Linked DNA regions of Sus scrofa: all the other regions are linked to region 1. A link is a contact called in public Hi-C and HiChIP or PLAC-seq data. All regions are on one chromosome and are shown on one strand. The core of a region is the stretch at or near the end of the contact, and the rest is flanking DNA. Distances in the headings are between cores, read along the strand shown.

Region 1 (2,761 bases), core at 156-2,655:
AGTTAGTCACCAGCCATTGTGTGGGGCAGGAGAAAGCCGAGCCGCCCGCGCGAGCAGAGCGAGCAGGCGTGCAAAGCGCGCCCTCCCCGCTCGCGCCGCTCGCGCCGCTCGCGCCGCCGCCGCCGCCGCGCGCGCCCCCGCGCCCGCACGGCCGCGCGCGCCGGCCCCTCCTCCTCCGGCCTTGCACTGCACAACGCTCATGACGTATCTTTATTTCTAGCACATTAACAAAATATCACAAATAAATTGTCGGCAGCCCCTGCGGCCCCGGGGTGCGGGTCCCCCCGGCCACTGCCCCCCGCGGCCCCCGCGCCTGCCTCCCAACCCTCCCCTGGCCTTGGGAGCTTGCAGGTTCCGAGGCCAAGTTTTTGTCTCCGTAAAAAATTGCGGGAAATTCAATTTTTATTCGACTCGGGGAAAAGTTTCTTTGCTCCGCGACGCGAATGTCTCACCAGATTCTGGTAGGTCCTGGGATGCTCCTTCCCGGTCCAGTCGGTGCGCCGGGGCAGCAGCTGCGGGGAGAGGGCACCCCGTGAGCCCGGCCCCCGGCCCCGGCCCGCCCGCGCCCCTCCCCCGCCTGCCCCCCGCCCCGCCGGGGACCCCGAGCCCCGCGCCCCGCGCCCCGGCGGCGGCGGCGGCGCAGCGGCCCGCTGGCGGCCGCGCAGCGGCGGGACGCGCGGGCCGCCGCCGCCCTTACCTCCTTCTCGGCCACCTCGCGGATCAGCACCTGCAACAACAAAGCGGGGAGAGCTGAGCCCCGCGCCCCGGGCCCGGCCCCGCCGCCGCCGCCGCCGCCCTCCCCCACGCCCGCGAGCGGCGAGCGCCCGCCCGGCCCGCCCCGCGCGCCGCCGTACCTGAGCCGCCTGCTGACAGGGTCCATCTTCCAGGAACCGGGCGATGAGGAAGTAGAGCTCTGCGCGGGAGAGAGGGACCGGAGACACAGGCTGAGCGGCCGGGCGGCGGGGGGCGGGGGCCCGCGGGCGGAATCGCCCGGTGCCAGCGGCCCCGGCAGCCCCCCGACTTACCCGATCGCAGCTCCGAGAGGCCTTTCCTCTCACAAGACATGTTTATGGGTCACTTCGGGGCCGCCGGCGGGACACCCCGCCGCCGAGGGGAAGCGGGGATGGTGCCGCCGCCTGCCCTATAGCTGTCACTGTGTGTTCACGAGCCGAGCCTGGGCTCCACCATTCAAGCTACGGCGGCGGAGGCGGAGGAGGAGGAGGAGGAAACAACAACTCTCAGGCAGCGGCTCCAGCCGCCGCCGCCTCCGCCGCGGATCCCTCCGCCGCAGAAAAGAGTCCGCCGCCTTCGCGGCCCCGGGCTCAGCCCGGTCCTGCCCGCGCCCCCGCCCCCCGGCGCTGAAAAAAAGGAGTGCCTCCGACCCCGCGCCCACGGCGCCCCGCACCCGGCGCGGCGAGCCCCCCGCCCGCTGCTTCCCGGCCGGAGGTGCTATTTATTTATTTATTTCCAGTCGAAGATGTCGGAGCCGAAGCCGCCGGTTGGCTGCAAGGCGCTTTCTCTGTGGAGGCCGATCGCGGGAGGGAGGGGGGTCGGCGACGGCTCTGCGGAGGGATCTGACGCACACGGCGCCGCAGCACAGGCTCTATTCAGTGGCGCTGGCTGAGGCTGAGATGGAAGTTAGTTTCTATGTAGCAGAAATAGGAAACAAATGAAGCAAAACTGCCCAGAGAGGGGAAATGCCCCGAGGATGGGTCTCACTCTCACGCGCGCGCACAGACACACACGCATAGAGCACTCTCACGCTGGGCAAACTCGGGATCGCGCCACCCTGCCCGAGTTGAATGATAGTGTTTGGTTTCTGTCTCTTGGCCATGTGCATGTGTATAAATGCTGCGGATTGGCATCTGTGTAAGTCTTGTCCTGTTATTTCTGCAGCCTAGGCAAAGTGTTGTGTAATTTAACGGAGAGCTGTATATTGCAGGAGAGGTTCAGGGGCTTTTTGTTGAGCCCTTGCGTTTCCAAGCCCGTTATTTGCTGAAGCCACCTCTGCATATATCTTTTATTACTGCCATTGCCTTAACCGTACATTTTTTAAATGTGTGGGGTTTTTTATTGTTATATTGGCAAAGCGAACTCGTAGTCTGTACTTCAGATACTCTTTTTTTTTTCCCCTTCGTTACAAAAAGGCTAGTAATGGCTAATTAGGGATTTGGGATTAAAGAACCTTAAAGCTTTCTTAAGTGTTTACGAGAAGGAATAGTGTAAACCTGAGAGAAAGGAAAGAACGCTAATATTTGTCTCTAACTGATCGGGAGGGAATATAGTGACAGATCAATAACCTACCGAAGGATAATGAGAGAGTATACTACACTTTAGCCAAAGTGATTAGTGATTAAATAATTTAAATTATCTGTGTATCTGTGTATACTTCGTCATGCTAATTAATGGCTTCTAATTTGAGGTGTAAACCATTCCTGTTTACAGTTAATCACGGGAAGACTTCTTGAAAACTGACAAAAAGAGAAAAAAATTAATCTTTTGTAAATGAGTATGTAATTACCGGTTTTATATGCTAAATCATACATCTGTGTTTTGCTGATGAGGATAAGGGCCTTGTTTTTTTAAAAACGAATATGGGTGAAATTAATGGAAACAATGGAAAAAGCCATTTGTTAGAAAACAAGGACACCAAGTGATATTTATCTCCAGATGATTTAAGCACTTTTCAAGAAGACTTGAGAGTTGATTTTTTTTTTAAGGACTGCGTTTTAAAGGGAATTAGGATTGTCGTTCTTTTGTT
Region 2 (2,761 bases), core at 77-2,576, 710 kb after region 1:
GCTGTTCAGTATTTTTCTTGGGTAGAGCAAGTGGGTGGATGATAAAAACAGCGTGTTCCTTTTGTCTTACAATAACCTTGATTACAGTCAAGGTTCTTTGCCTAACAATAGCTTTGATTATATTCAAAGCTAACAGAAAATGACTATATATTTGAAATTTAAGATTTGGAAAGCCCCCATTTATTTATGAGTGTGTTTGTGTGTGTACACACACATATATCTTAATGGAAATTTGTCTCAATTTTTAGTTCTACTTAGTTTTAAATAAAGAGAGGCAAGGAGTATCTTTAAACAGAATGTTCTTTCCAGTTATTCGATTCAAGCCTTGGTCTAGCCTATGACCTATAGCAATCACCAGAAAGAAAACGAAATGATTACAAAGTCAGTCACAAGGAACAGTAGCAATGCCAAAGCATAAAGACATAGGAACAAAGGAGGCAATTCCGGAATAAAGAGAGAAAGTAGTATAACTGAACTGGGTAATTGTTGTAAAACTTGGCTATATGTTTTGAAATCAAGACAGACACGTGCTCTGGGTTGTCCGACTTGGAGAAAAACTTCCTAAGATCACAAAGGAGCAGAATTGGAAGGCAGGGTTTCCACCCTTTCAACTCTTCTGAATTCTCCCACCCAGCATTCTTCTTTCAGATTCCTAATACCATAGATTCACATTTGTTAAGCTATAAAATTTCAGAGTGGGGAAGAAGGAAACGTTAAGTGATTTTAAGTGATTAACTGATGAACTTTTGAAGTATTTCCAGAAGTCTAAAAGCCTCCACTCTTCCGTGTTGGCTGCTTTCTGCTTGCTTTGAAAACCAAATCAACTCATGGTAGTCTCCAGAAACGGATGCGGGTCCAGAGGAAAGGAAAACACCCACACCGTGTTGTAGGAGAAAAAACTTCTTGTTTGTGTCTGCGGAACTTGGTGTATCTTTAATGAACATTCTGATAGTCAAGCAAAATCCAAGAAGTTCCAGTGCCAGTGAAAATAGAGCAAAATAAAATTAGCAAGTAGCCAGGTACAACATATACTCTTAGTTTGAATTTTGCACAGAAAATTAGAGCTGGCACAGAATGAAGGAAAATTATGATGTGTATATATATGTATGTGTGTAAGTGTGTGTGTGTAAAGTCTAGGGCAAAAATGTATATTACACATTTAATATTTGTGAAAAAAATACATTGTATATATAGTATATATGATATGCATATATTTTTCCTGGATCATCTTGGGGAAAATAAATGTTCAGCAGTATGGATGTGCAGAACCGGCGCCCTTGGTTAACAGGACTTGGGTGGTGGCGACACCTAGAGGCCTGATAGCTGAGTGCAAGTCAGACTGAACTGCGTGTTGCATTTTAACCGTCACTATAACAATGAAAAGACCGGTGAAGATAACAGTGAGAAGGCAATCTACCTTTCAGAACAGGCCTTTTTCAGTATATATTTACGTAAGTTACATTGGAAATGAAGGCCTGGGGAAGGAGAAGGTTTGTGACTGGGGAGACCTGAGTTCTCCAGGGAGGTGGGCGGGCCTGTCTTCCTGGGGGAGAAGGTGGAGAAACCCGTGGAGGGCGGAGGATCGCCAGAGGGGTTTCCTTTGAACTTACCTTGCTGCAGTTCTCAAGGAGTTCTAGAGAATCTTAAAAGTAAGATAGAGACCAAATAGGATTGCTCACAGCACCAACCACAGGAGCCTTGCCCCAGTAGGTGATAGAAAATGATGAATGAAGTGCGACTTTGCATTTTGGTGGAGTGAACTGGAAAGAAGCCCCTATTTCCCTCCCAGCCCTGACTCAGCTGAGCCAGCAGAAGGGCAGGGGGTTGCAAAACATGTGTGGGTGTGAAAGTTATCTTGGCAGGCCCCTTGCAGCTCAAGGAGGAAGAGGAGAGAAAAACAGCACAAGACAGAGAAGATGAGCCCAGAGGCATTTTTCTCTTCTTCATGTTGCAAAAGAGCATTAATTTCACACTGTGTTAGATTCCTTTTGCTGCTGTAACACATCACTGGAAGCTAGTGGCTTAAAACAACAGAAATGTATCTTAGGGTTCAGGAAGTCAGAAGCCCCAAATAGGCTAAAATCAAGGTGTTGGTAGGGATGCAATCCTTTCTGATGGCTCCTGGAGAAAAACTATTGTCTTGCCTTTTTCAGCTTCCAGAACCTCAGCTCCAAGCTGTGTGACTCGACCTCTGCTTTCATCTCACGTCTCCGTCTCCTTCTCTGACTCTGACACTACCTCCTTTCCCTTAGAAGGATCCTTGGCATTACATTGGACCTACTGATAATAATCTAGGTTAGACTCCTTTCCAAGGTCATGAATTCCATCTGCAAAGTCCCCTTTACCAATGTAAAGCAGGTGTGGGAGACCAGGACACAGACATCTTTGAGAGGAGAGGGCAGTCTCCTGTCCTTCACAAGCACCTCATAAATCACCACTGTGCCAGCTGGGCACAGGAGGTATAAAGTCCCAACCTCTAATATGGTAGGGATAGGGCCCTGCAAATACATCAGATTTTCCACAGTACTGTTGCCAAAATGTTGGCTGCCTCTGTCCACCGAGACCAAATGGAAACTCAGAGACAGAGCTGGAGGAAATAGAAAATGTAGTTAATTGCCAGGCAAAGAGGGGACACAGCAGGCTAGTGCCTCAAGGATTGTGCCCACCCCCCTTGAAGGGGTTAGTGAGGAGTCTTACAGTGTTTGAGGAGCCGGGAGTGATCAGCTCATGGACATTTTCCTGATTGGTGGGTAGTGAGGTC
Region 3 (2,761 bases), core at 175-2,674, 640 kb after region 1:
CCTGCCAGCATCATCTGATCCCTCAAAGTCTCTTCTACAAGGCTATCTTTCCCCTCTTTCCTTTATATCCACACAACACTCTATTGGTACAGCGTGTCTTGTTCTGTCGCTATTTCCGTATCTGTCTTTTTCCTTTGCAGTCCATAGATGCTCTTGCTGACAGAGGAAATGACTTATGCGCTTTTCATGCGCTCTGGTACCTGTCAGAGAGGATAGACTCTGAGTTCTCATTTGTTGCATTTAACCATATCATCATAATTCCAAACTGAAGAAAACTTACACTTTTATAAACTGCATTTATATGGAGTATACAGTATCTACCTTAATAAAATTATTTTAAATTATAAATATTTCTGCATTTACAGTAGCCAAATAAAAGTACATTTGCAGAGAGAGGATTTACAGCCAGCACAATTTATATTTAAAATGGTTGAACAGGAAGAAGAAATAAAGTCCCATTAGGACTGTATCTTGTTATTGCACTAAATTAAAAAAAAAAAAGGAAAATGGAATGACCTCCAATAAATAATAGGGAAGGTTATACCCTTGAAATATTCAAAATAGCTCTAAAAAAACAAATGCTTCAAAACTATTCGCGTTTGTGCAAGAAATCTACCAAAGAGCCAGAGACCTCATCATCTAATTTCTTTCTTCCCAAACTATTAATTAACGTTGTTCCCAGACCTCTGGCAAAGCTCCCCTGCTGAAAGGAAGAAAGTAAATACAGTAAGTAATGCAGAGAAAACTGGTTCTTTTTCTCAGAGCTGTGAGAGCTTGCGCTTTTGTGAAACAGAAAACGCTTGCTGAAGAACTATTCCTAAACTATTAGCAACTATATAAAAGCTTTTTATTTAACAGCATCCTCCTGGGAGACTGCGCTGGAATGCGCAGCAGGTCTGAAAAAGGCACAGATTTGGCTCAACTGTAAATATTAGGTGCAGAAAGGCGAAGCCATTGTGTAAGGAAGGGGGAGCGGCGGGTGGGGTCCTGATTCCCGATGTTGATAGCAGGATTCTAATTTCGCTTGGTGTTTTTTTCTACTACAATTACAAGTTTGCTAGAAAAATAAAATATCGGTTGTGCTTTCACCTGGGTTTCTAATTTTCAACGTCTACCAAAAAAAAAAAAAAAAAAAAAAAAAAAACCAACAAAAAACCGAATTCCGCTCATTTACCCTCAATCACCTTGTGCAATCTCCAGAGCCTATGGGAAAACAGAGGAGCGCCCAGTCGTCCCCCCACGCCGGCCCCTCCACCCCCTCCCGGGCGCCCGGCCGCGCCACCCCGCCGGTTGCGGGTCCCTGGGGCTCGCACGGCGCGCAGGCGGCCAGGAGACTTAGGTCTCTGCGGGCTCCACGGTGTCTGTTGACGTCTCTGGGTGGGGATGCTCCAAGCCAGTAAATCACAACACAGCACCCAACCCTGGACTTTGAACCAGGCTATTCTCGCCTAGTTTTCTTTTTTTCCCCCTGGTCTCGCCAGGATCCCGGCCACCCCTGTCACAGCTCCTTCCCGGCCTCGGCTGTTCTTCTCTACCCGCGAGGGTCCGGGATCCACGCGCAGTAAGCAGGCGGCTGCAAGGAGCTCAGTCCACCCGCCACTCAGGAAGGGGACCGGGACTACAACTCCCAGCACGCTCCGCGGCCCGCTGCCGCCCCACCCCTCCCCCTCCTCCTTACCTCGGTTGGCGGCCGGGAAGCTCTGAGCTTTCATCTGCGGACCCGGCGGGAGGGAGCCGGTTCCCTGCGACCGTCCCGGCTCCGAGTGCTGTGCCCGGCGGTGGTGGCGAAGGCGGCAGCGGCGGCTCTCAGTCGAGTTCTGCCTCCGCGTCCGCGCCTGCCCGGAGCCCGCTGGGACAGACGGTTTGTCCCGGCGCGGCGAGAGGATGGTCATCCGCGTGTTCATCGCCTCCTCCTCGGGCTTCGTGGCGGTGAGCACTTAGGGGACCGGCCGCTGGCCGGTGTCGGCTCTGTTGGGGTAAGGGGCGTAGGGCGCGGGTCCTGCAGGAAGCGCGCGGCGCTTGCCCGTGAGAGTCTCCGCTCGCGGCGCGTCCGGCGGCGGGAGCCCGCGCCCGGCAGGTGATCCACTGCACTTGGACAACAATGAATAGGGCGGGGAGCAGAGGTGGATGGGGTACCCCAGACCCACCCACGTGCCCACCCTGCTCGGCCTGCTAGGAGACGGGGAAATGGACTCGGCAAGGAGCCCCTAGCTCCAGTTGTGGGGCTTGGGAATTTGGGGGGAGGGCGAGAGCTTCGTGGGTCCCACTTCCCTTGGTGTTAGTTCTTGCCGATTTGGGAATTTCAGCTTGGTTATGTTTTGTTAGGGAGCTTGTTAGGCTGCTGGGTTTGCTAACCTGCCTCCCTAGTGAACCAAGTTTAAGTGGGAATTGCTCCCCACCCCATACCCGGCACCAAGCGCGTTTCTTCAGTTTTATACCAGCGAAAAGAGGGTGGCCAACCAGGTTTGTCCTGTCGTGCCCGGGTTTTTGGTTTGTTTTCTCCTTTTTTTTTTTTTTTTTTTGCCTAGGGTGCTATATTTTTATATCTATGTAAACGTGGTGCGTTTGGTGCGTTTTTTTCCCCCTGAAATGTTAGTTAGTTTCATCTTGAAATATATAAATTGTGGTCTCTTTAATTATTTAAGCTTTTTTTTTTTTTTTTTTGGTCGATATTCTTGAATTTTTTAAGAAAGAATTTTGGGAGGAAGAAGTTACGTAGGTGGATGTCAGATTTTAAGGAAAATTCAGTCATGTATTTGAT
Region 4 (2,761 bases), core at 144-2,643, 520 kb after region 1:
TAGAAGCAAACTCAAGGACCTGTAGCTATTCTTCAAGGGCCATAGATAATATTCTGAGCCATCTCTTTTGAGCTGTTGTGTAGATACTGAAACCCCCAGCAGGTGGAAAAAGTTAACTACATGATGACCAAACTGTAACCATGATATAAGCTGCCACAATTCTGAGAACTCATCTCAAAGAAATGGGAACAAATGGACCCTGGAACTGAAGTCTAACTGTACTTAAAACAATCAAGATGATGCTGCTCAGACTAACAATGACCAATTTCAAGATGACTGTCAGAGCTGACCATGCTGTTTCTGCATGTAGCCCCCTCCCTCTGCCTACGCATTCCTGAATCTCCCCTTTAAAAGCTCTTGCCCCCTGATTGTCAGTGGTGGGGAGTCAGCCTTTGGACATGAGTCCACCCTCTCCACCAGTTACCAGCCTCCAAAATAAAGCAGATTTTCCTTTCCACCAAGCTCACCTCTTGGGCACTGGCTTTCAGTAACAAACTGTTATTGAACTTTGACCAGCATACCTCCAAACCCAGAGTTTCTGAGTCAAGGTCTCTATACACTAGGCAGCAACCTGTGAATAAGATGCATTCACTGCCTCTTGATAGGAAACAAAATTTTGAGCTTATAAAAAAATTAAAATAAACTGTAATAAAAATTGTATCTGTCCATGAAGAAAAGCTTAGTATCTATAGTAGCCATTCGTCTCGATATTTACCACTTCCTACTGTCCTATGGGTACTGGTCCCAGTGGATCTTTCCAGCTGTTGTTAACTTCAGCTACTTTGGCGATGGAGCTTCAGTGAGCGAGCCAGGCAGGTGAAAGCCTTAGGACATCAGTTAAAGCCTAAACATAAAATAAGGAGACCATAAAAGAAACTGCCATTTGAGTAGCAAATGATCTGATACACCTTCTTTCAGCAGTCTCTCTCTGGCTCTATTTCTGGCTAAGAAGGTATTTAAAGGTCAGTGTAAACAACTGCTGGTCTCCAAGCCTCTCAGTTGGCCTTCAGCCTCCCCCTATTTAATCCTCCCAACTGAACTTCTGATTCATCGTCTTAACAATGACCCTTTCCCTCTGCCTCTTCCTCCCCTCCCTTCGTGGTTTTTCTTCCAGTCCCTTGTGGCATTGCTGCAGCTCCCCTCCCTGGCCTGTCTGGACATGCTTGTGATGTCAGATGCCTGCCCTTGAGCTGTCCTTTTGTATCCATGGTGATGGATGAAAAATAAGCCGCTTTGCAGTGATTTGAACTTTAATCCATTCAAATGATGCACAGTTTATTACTCAGGTGATTTTCCCCCCCAATATTTTCAGATCACTGAAATCTTGAATTATTAAAGAAGTATTAACATGCTTTTTGTTTTCCTTTGTTCCTTTTTTCAAACCTTTTTTTTTTTTTTTTGCCTTGGTAAATTCAAATAATCCTTTTGATCTCTGCACCTGAAATTTTTCTTGATAATTAAATCAATAGGAAAATAATTGCAGAAACGTGATTCCAAATGAAAAGAAATTATAAAAGACATCATTTAAAGTGCCTTCTCACTACAGTTGCATAAGAAATTCGTATTAGGCTAAGTAAAGTATAGAGGACCTTCATTACACTAGGGAAAACATGAGAAAACTGTAAAACATTTACAAAGTAGTGCTGCCCAAAAATGTTGGCCTCTTAATATTAGTAGTATGTGGAATCACTCCAGTGGTCTATAGATATAGTATTATATAACTGGTTTCAAATCCTTCTGAATTCAGGAAAGAGAAAAATCTCATCCTGGTGGCAGTTTTTAGCACTTTGCTAATACTTACAAATCATTTTTTAAAAACAGCAAGAACATGGAGTTCCTGCTGTGGCTCAGCTGAAATGAATCTGACTAGCATCCATGGGGATGCAGGTTCGATCAGTGGGTTAAGGATCCAGTGTTGCCATGAGCTGTGGTGTAGGTCGCAGACGCAGCTCGGATCCCGTGTTGCTGTGGCTATGGCATAGGCCAGTGGCTACAGCTCCGACTGGATCCCTAACCTGGAACTTCCATATGCTGGGGGTATGACCCTAAAAAGACAAATAAAATAAAATAAAATAAGCTGCAAGGATTTGTTGTACAGCACAGGGAATATAGCCAATACTTTATAGTAACTATAAATGGAATATAACCTTTAAAATTGTCAATCATTATATTGTACCCTTGTAACATATAATATTGTACATCAACTAGATTTCAATTAAAAAAAAAAAACCACAAGAGTATACCTCTCAACGATCAACATAACCAGAGGTGAGTAAGCTTTGGAGAAAAAACATTAATATCCTATGAAATATCCAAAATAGGAAGCTCATACAGACAGAAAATAGAACAGAGGTAATAACCAGAAACAAAAGAAGGGGGCAGGGAATGGGAGTTACTGTCTAATGGATACAGAATTGGGTTTTTTGTTTTTCTTTTCTTCCTCCTTCGTCTTTTTAGGGCTGCACCTGAGGCATATGGAGGTTCCCAGGCTAGGGGCTGAATCAGAGCCTCAGCCGCTGGCCTGCACCACAACAAGAGCACAGTGGGATCTGAGCTGGGTCTGAGACCTACACCATAGCTCACAGCAGTGCCAGATCCTTATTAACCCACTGAGTGGGGCCAGGGATCGAACCCTCATCCTCACGGATACTAGTCAGATTCATTTCTGCTGAGCCACAACGGGAACTCCAGAATTGTTGTTTGAGATGATGAAAACCTTCTGGAAGTAAATGGTGATGGTTATACAACATTCGAATTTACT

What was found. A called contact is a pair of places that touch in the nucleus more often than the background predicts. HiChIP or PLAC-seq counts read pairs in DNA pulled down with a chosen protein or histone mark.
Region 2: a contact with region 1 is called in an H3K27ac HiChIP or PLAC-seq map of alveolar macrophages. The contact joins the enhancer-like site here to the promoter of PHIP in region 1. A contact is called at or near these places in 1 of 5 promoter capture datasets (liver), 4 of 47 Hi-C or Micro-C datasets (embryonic fibroblasts, epiblast stem cells and fetal skeletal muscle) and 2 of 2 datasets of contacts at active chromatin or transcription factors (alveolar macrophages and skeletal muscle).
Region 3: an H3K27ac HiChIP or PLAC-seq map of alveolar macrophages shows a contact between it and region 1. The contact joins the promoter of SH3BGRL2 here to the promoter of PHIP in region 1. A contact is called at or near these places in 3 of 5 promoter capture datasets (fetal liver, fetal skeletal muscle and liver) and 2 of 2 datasets of contacts at active chromatin or transcription factors (alveolar macrophages and skeletal muscle).
Region 4: a Hi-C map of embryonic fibroblasts shows a contact between it and region 1, with 1.5 times the contacts expected there. The contact joins the promoter of LCA5 here to the promoter of PHIP in region 1. A contact is called at or near these places in 1 of 5 promoter capture datasets (fetal liver), 2 of 47 Hi-C or Micro-C datasets (brain and embryonic fibroblasts) and 2 of 2 datasets of contacts at active chromatin or transcription factors (alveolar macrophages and skeletal muscle).

Annotation. Positions count from the first base shown.
Region 1 is chr1:87,115,528-87,118,288 of Sscrofa11.1, reverse strand. It overlaps PHIP (PH-interacting protein), which reads right to left and starts at 1,405. Exons shown (of 40, transcript XM_021092177.1): 1 at 1,026-1,405; 2 at 855-913; 3 at 698-727; 4 at 453-512. The coding sequence starts at 1,065.
Region 2 is chr1:86,404,961-86,407,721 of Sscrofa11.1, reverse strand. No RefSeq gene overlaps it. Among named protein-coding and RNA genes, the nearest start is that of SH3BGRL2, 75 kb to the left of the region's middle. Within about 2 kb of position 1,326, at least 9 of the 83 cell types and tissues checked have an H3K27ac peak or open chromatin away from gene starts, as enhancers often do. A contact at or near this core is called in alveolar macrophages, where this site is marked.
Region 3 is chr1:86,480,468-86,483,228 of Sscrofa11.1, reverse strand. It overlaps SH3BGRL2 (SH3 domain-binding glutamic acid-rich-like protein 2), which reads left to right and starts at 1,424. Exons shown (of 5, transcript XR_002344061.1): 1 at 1,424-1,929.
Region 4 is chr1:86,595,599-86,598,359 of Sscrofa11.1, reverse strand. It overlaps LCA5 (lebercilin), which reads right to left and starts at 1,393. Exons shown (of 8, transcript XM_003121398.6): 1 at 716-1,393.